2 separate regions of the Mus musculus genome follow, and region 2 is linked to region 1. A link is a contact called in public Hi-C data. All regions are on one chromosome and are shown on one strand. The core of a region is the stretch at or near the end of the contact, and the rest is flanking DNA. Distances in the headings are between cores, read along the strand shown. Region 1 has its middle 270 kb from the start of Gm39601. Region 2 has its middle 87 kb from the start of Gm39601.

Region 1 (3,551 bases), core at 390-2,889:
TTTTCCTTCTGTCTGTATCCAAAGACAGCAGCAACACTTCCACCAGCAGCATGACCGAAAGAGAGTGTCTGCAGTACTCTGAGCTGGTCCTGGGTCTCTGTACTGCTTCCTTCTCTCTGAGAGAGCAAGCTGAACACAGCAACACTGGTGCATCCATCATTTTGAACAAAGAAAGATCAATTTATTTAAGCAATTACCCTGCTTTGCATATAACTGGTTGATCTCAGCTATTCTTCCCCCAAGATTTGTGAGTGTGTGTGTGTGTGTGTGTGTGTGTGTGTGTGTGTGTGTGTGTGAAAAAGAAAGGGGAGGGGCTTATGAAACATGGCCAAATCAGCTTCTGGGACAAGGTATAGCACTCAAAACAGAGAATTGTGAGGATTTTTTTTGGCTTGTGACTGTTCTTTCCCTCTGTTTGCAACACTCTCTTACTTTGTTAGAGCCGCTGAAGGAAAGGAAAGGGTACTGGTGGGGCGCGATCCTACTTGTACAAATATACACCAGGCCTGACACTTGCCCTCTTCCACAAAGTCCATAAAAACCAGGTCTTATAAAACCCTCTGAACTAGTTCCTATTCCTCCCCAGAGATGCTGAAAAGAAAGGGTCACATCTACAGGTTGGGACGAGGACAAGGATGCAGGGATATGAACAATGGCATCTTCTTGCTATGCAATAGCTGGAGGGAAAGAGTGGAGGGGCTAAGTGACAGCAGGATCTGGCACCACTGACCTTAAGAAATACAGCATTTGAACCAACAAAAGGAGAACACAATGGACTTCCATCTGGGGGTCACTGGGCCCTCCATGCTGACCTAAGGAAAGGTTGACCTCAGCAGCCTAAATGGCAACATTCTGAACGCATGGAGTCTGTTTGTGAAGTCCTTGAATTTTTGGGCTAAGGTTGGTGTGCTTGGCAAGGCTAGGCTTTCCCTTCCCTGCCTTTGTCCTAAGAGTGTCTTGCTATTCCTGGTTTCTATGCCCACTGCTCGGTGCCTGGCATGTGTGTGAATGTTTTTAATTGGATTCTCTAAAATGCATTTCTGACACTGATTTGGTTACATTATATCCTATTCTGTTATCAAACAAATTTGCTGTCAAACAAAAGATCAATGTTATTGTAATGTCCTACTTGATGGATTAAATAGGGTATTATTCAACTCTTATTAAACAATCAAGAGAAACACACTGGGACCGGCTTTCATTCACAGCTGCTAACACGGAGCCGATCTGATCCGTGATTAGGAGACGGAAGGAGCAGTTATTTTCAGATTAATTAAACAAACAAGTAGGATTTAGGGACCAAGATTTTTTAAAGCCAGAATGATTCTTTGAAACATGTTTGGAGAAGGACATAATTTACTTTAATTACACGAGTGAACACTTAAGAATATAAAATCTTTCAGTGACGCATTCTGGATTAATTGCACAGAGCTATCGCCGCACCATAAACAAAGCCCTTCCAGGGATCAACCTTTCAGGGAAGCTTTTTTCCCCCCTGTGAGTAAATGTCCATTTAGAGAGCTTTTCTAAATTTAGAAGCAATGCTCATCAATCATTTATAATAAGCACCAAATAACTGCACTTGCTTGCCAGAGATGCAGCCCCTCCCCTGGCGCAGAGTGGTCCCCGTAGAATATGATGCTGCTAGACCGGCACCTACTCCATTACCAAGGTCTAACCTCTCTGTTTCTTTGACTTTACTCTTCAGATGCCCAGAGAAAGCAAATATTAAGTCAGGGGAAATCTCCCTTTTATCTTAGCTGGGCTGGCTCTATATTATCTGTAGCCTTTCCTTCTATGCACACCCCCATCGCAAGCCTTTCCATCTAGTCGGCCACATTCCGGCTCCTTCTGTCTGATGCTGCTTCCGCTAATGGCTGGAGAAAGGGAACATTACACCATTTAACGTGTGTGGGTCACATTAATCACAGAAAATTCTTTTAATGTCTCAGAAGTAACTGTCAAGCTGGACATACTGAATCTATTTAAACTAAAGCCTGCCATTTTTTATCTACAGTGATCTTTAATTCCCATAAAAGGGTCAAGAAAATGTGATTAAGTGACAGTTTTAAAATGTACTATAATATTAAATAGCTTGATTAAGTGACAACTATAAAATGTAATACAATATTAAGTATCTGGCTATGTCCCAAAAGAACTTTAAAGTATTTTTGAACGGTTTGGGAATTCACTAACCCATAATGGGTTACTAAAGAATTTTTTGTGGGGGGTGGGAGATGGACATAAAAGCAGCCAAACTTAAAACAAACTCAAAACAAGACAGAGCAAGAAAACAAACAAAGACAAACTAAAACTCTCCCAGCACTCCCAAGTGATACAGAGTCCAGGTCTCACAGTTGCCTTCTGTAACATGGTTTTTGTTTCTGAACCTGGTGCAGTGCTTGACTGAAGGTATAATGTCTGTAACGCAGAGAATAGAATCAAAGGAGTCCTGGAAGGGAGGCGGCAGACTGGGCGTGGTCTCTCAGGAGTTGACCATCACCTAGCAGGTGCCTGGCTTGCCCTTTGTGTTGTACCTCAGCTTCTTTGGGGGACACTGTGAATGAAATACCAGCATGGTGGGGGATCGAGGGCTTCAGCTAACCAGTTTTCTTCAGGAGAGTAAACCATGGAAACACTACATCAGAGGGAGCCTCTGTGAATGTAAAGATTTGGATGCAGTAGTCTGGAGGCCTGACTGGAAGGGCTGTGAAAGGAAGGCGATATGACTGTGTAAAGCTATGAACACATAGTCTAAGTGCTCAGGTCAATGGCTCAAAACCTCGAGGTTATTGAGCAGGCCATAGAGTGACTCTTTCTTTCCTTCATTTGGTTCTTCCATAGCCTAGGTTCCCTTAGAAAATTAAAGTGAAGCGTTTCCTGCTATTACCCTATTTGGAGATGTGATCTTATGGAGTGAGAGGGAAGAAAGGGAGGGAAAATCAGGGAAAGCAAGAGGCTGTTATGGAGAGATCCTTATATCATAGGCTGCCATTGAATCTGAATGCAGGCTTGCCTTTCCAAGAATGTCCTCAGGAAGTCAAGTCCTGTGTAAGTGGACCAGAAAGGAGACTGTATGTATGTATATATATGTATATATGTATGTGTATATATTATATATGTATATGTATGTATACATATATATAAAGTCATGTAAATTATTATATGTACATATACATATTGATATACAAATACATGTACAAATGATCATGTACACATATATGTATGTATATATGTATGTAGATTTTGTGTATATATACATATATACATATATATATTCATATTTATAATCATTTCCTTGCATGGTTTTTCCCTGGACAATGCACAGAAAACACCTGTTTGACCCTGTTTAACCCAGGATGGCAGACCAAAGAGACAACTGCATATAGGTCCAACTTGATGTGTCAATGTATTGACTGGGGTTACTGATGGGAGCACAAAGAGGGTTTGCTTACAGTAGCATCCAGGCAGATGCATCTCTGGAGTCCCATCTCTCTCAACCTTCCACCTCCTATTAGGATTGTGTACAGCTGGAGAGGGTACAGGGCACA
Region 2 (3,551 bases), core at 411-2,910, 180 kb before region 1:
TTATTTGGACTCATGATCACAGAGGGCTAACAGTGTATCATGGAAGGGAGGCATGACAGCAGGCAGACATGGCAGCAGGAAGCTGAGACCTCACAAGGTAACAAATACATCAACTAGGAACTACGTGTTCAAATACCTGAGCTTATGGGTAGATGGGTGGATGTTCTTATTTAAACCATCTTACCTGGGCTCTGGAACCTCCTGTCTGAGGTTCTTGTTATACACTTTTATCTCATCCCAGAACCCCTTTGCCACAGACTTCTAAATCCGACATCACTGCCCTTACTTCAGGCAGGCTGGGGCCTGAGGCGCAGAGGCACAGAAGAAGTTAAATCATCCTCCTAAGGTCACCAGCTGGTAAGTGGTAGGCCCACGATGATCTCATGCTGCAGCTGCTGGACCGGGGAAGGATGATGACGTCGTTAGCTAGGTGACCCTCAGGTGAAGTATCTCCGTTCTCCTCAGATGTGGCTGCCAGGATCTCCTCTTATTCCCACCTAGGAAATGGGTGTCAAAGATGCTGAGACAGGATAGCAGAATGTTGGCTGTAGCCTCAAAGGTCCAGTGCTCTGCAGGGGCTGTACCTGTAAGCAGCCATAGCCGAATGAAAAATATCCATAGTCACTTCTGTGTCTATACAGAATGACGTCAAAAGGAAGATTTAAGGAATGGTGGAAGGCTTCGGATGAAGCCAACATGGAGTGACTTAGGAGGCTGTGGGACTCAGCCATTTTCTGCCAGCTCTTCCTTAGCTCACCAGTGGTTGCTTCTGAAGGCATCAGGCCAGGCCATGGGATCCACTTGTCTTTGGGGATCAGTGTACATCCCCAGTTGTTTTGCAAGCCATCGGGCTTAGCAGAATGCCAAGCATTTTTCCTATGGAAATATTCTGTGTGGTTCTGATTACTGCTCTCTCCTCTGCTGTCTTCCCAGGCTGCTTTTCATTTCCTGCTGTTGGCCTGCCTCTTTCTTCCTTGGCCCAGGTCAGTCTCCTTTTGTTCACTTAAGACGCTTTTCCAGGTGGCCCCAATTCTCTTGCTCTGCCCCATCTCTTCTTGGGGCTCTCTTCTCCAAGACCCCTGTTCAGTACTCCCTTTGCCTGTGGAGTCTGTGTGAATTGTCACGCCAAATGCTACTTTGTTTGAACCCTTAGCCATGACAGGAGGGCCAAGGGTCCTGAATAATACAGTCAGCTTCTGCCTTTAAGGGAGCTTTTGGTGGCAGTCATTCGTCTTGTTACTTTATTCTGCTGTTGATATGATTTGGGTTTGGATTTGGGTGGAGAGGACAGTTTCTTCCTTATGGGTGGCTTCTGAACTCTGTCATTGCTTACTTAAGAAAACTCAGCGTGAAGCCAAGGAACTTTTAATAGAGGGTCTTTACACTGGTGGTGTAGAAACGGGATGCTAAGGTTCTATAAAGGCAGCATTCGCCTAGATCCTAGCCAGCCCCTCTACTTGTGGGCTGTGGGTTTTTCCAAGTCATTCTCTTTTCTCAGTTTCATTTGTCAAAGCTGTTGGTGTTCAGAAGGCAGACGCTGGGGGAAAGTGTAGCCTGGATGAATCGAATCAGCTGTTTTGGCAACAATTCCCGTGAAAAGGCTGTGTCAGACAGGAAGTTCAGCGCTAGGCATCCTTGGGTTGGAGGTCAAGTAGCGATCTCATTTATCTCTGCCAAGTCCGTTGCCCTCTGCCCTTTCTGGTGCGCTTTGCCTGCACCCAAGAACCTAATTTGTGTTTGAAAACCAGGAGCAGAGTCGCCATGGCCCCATGTTTCCGGCTTAAGCCTGTCAGTAGAGAACATGAGAATTTAGATGGGCATCTTCTGGGATCCAGAGATGGGTGAGCCATGTGCTGATCCAGTGGGCAGCCCGGAGGCATGGTCTCCTTCTCCCAGCATTTCACCGGAGGCCAGAAGCAAGGGGCTTGGTGAGAGAGGGGCAAGGGAAGTGTGAAATGAAGCTGCAGAAGAAAGCCGGCTTTCACAAAGGGAAGTCACCGATTCTGTCTGTGATCAATCATGCTTAACAAAGAGGCCAGTGACACAGCCTTGCCCACCCCGGCATCGCCACCCCACTATCCCAAGCCTATCAGAACACACCGAGGCCATTTTGGCGAAGGACCCTTTTCCTGAAGCCAGCTTTTCCCAACGCAGATGAAACGGATGAGCTGATGACAGCACTTTTTTTTTTTTTTTTTTGAATTGTGAATGCAGTCCTGGGCAGCAGGAGCCACCTTCATGAGAGGCCACCCATTTCCCGATGCGTCCCCCCAAAATGTCAACCTATACTATAAAGCCGAAAAAGACATTTCACATACATAAAATATGTAATTAAAATGATGAATTATTGTAAGATAGAATATTAGCCTTGTGACATTTTAATCTGAACGCAAGAGAGAGGGAGAGAAAGTACAATCTGAAGCGCTCAATTAAATTTAGAATTTCCCCCCTCCATTGTTATGAATAAATAGGAGAGATTCTGTAGCAGTCAGTGGAATTATTAATTGCAACTAGTGTAGAAGGTGCATGCACCATATCATGAGATGGAATATCATTGTTAGTGACTATATTTCTTGGTAATTAAGGCCCAGACTAATGATGCAAGTTCTCTCCAGCATGATTTTCATCTGATTATGAGGCTGCTTCATTAAGAGCACTCAGCTTAACGAGCTGTAGCTGTAATAAAGTAATTTTCTGTCTTGTGCTCTGATTGATAAAGAGTTTCTATAGCTAAAAGGAATTGAAAATATAATTATAATTAGAAATGGTTGAATAAAGTTATTACAGGATTGCTGAAGGGTACTGCAATTGACACCATAATGTTTTTTTGGAAGTGAGCATTTTAAAATTAGACTTTATCAAGCAACAAAACTCCTTTGCTAATAACTGGGCCGAATGTTGCTGCTTCCATAAAATGAACATTTAGATTCAAGGAGAACGAGACTTTCCCACATTGTTCTCTACAAGAAAAACATATGCAAGAAGAATGTCGCCGCCCCTCTCCTCAGCATTCTTCCCCCGTGAAGTAAAGCTTATGAACATACTTTTTACCCCATTTATAATAATTTCCCTTCTGCCATATGTTGGGAAAAGATCTTTTTGATTAAGCTGATGTCTTCTTAAGCGTACAGTATAAATTCGGAGGTTCTTCTTGCCAGTGTGTAGAGAGTTATGCTGTCTGTTTACATATTTATATTTATGAAGCTGAAGGTTTCAGATAATTTTTCGAATTGCATAGAGGTATTCTTTTCTCTCTTTGCCATGCATTGGTTGATATCGAAATATAACTGGGGAGTATACAAGACTCCAGCCCCCTCCCCGGGGGAATGCTAATCAACTTTTTAGCCCAGAAACCTTATTTCTTGTTATGATGTTCACATTTATAAACCATGAAAACCCTGTTAGTGCAGCCCTGGTGTGTCTGTCATTGGATATGTCTGCAATATTGACATATAAATCCATGGCAGTGGTTTTATTTAGAATTAGCTGATATACTTTGTGCTCCAAATTAGTTTCACATCTTTAATTTAGTCTCTTTTGTCTCATTTGAG

What was found. A called contact is a pair of places that touch in the nucleus more often than the background predicts.
Region 2: a Hi-C map of the N1E-115 cell line shows a contact between it and region 1, with 2.4 times the contacts expected there. The contact joins two enhancer-like sites. A contact is called at or near these places in 3 of 484 Hi-C or Micro-C datasets (the N1E-115 cell line, nephron progenitors and stem cell-derived motor neurons).

The regions. Positions count from the first base shown.
Region 1 is chr11:19,349,014-19,352,564 of GRCm38.p6, reverse strand. It overlaps the pseudogene Gm12026. Among named protein-coding and RNA genes, the nearest start is that of Gm39601, 270 kb to the left of the region's middle. Within about 2 kb of position 1,639, at least 16 of the 459 cell types and tissues checked have an H3K27ac peak or open chromatin away from gene starts, as enhancers often do. A contact at or near this core is called in the N1E-115 cell line and stem cell-derived motor neurons, where this site is marked.
Region 2 is chr11:19,529,875-19,533,425 of GRCm38.p6, reverse strand. No RefSeq gene overlaps it. Among named protein-coding and RNA genes, the nearest start is that of Gm39601, 87 kb to the left of the region's middle. Within about 2 kb of position 1,660, at least 34 of the 459 cell types and tissues checked have an H3K27ac peak or open chromatin away from gene starts, as enhancers often do. A contact at or near this core is called in the N1E-115 cell line and stem cell-derived motor neurons, where this site is marked.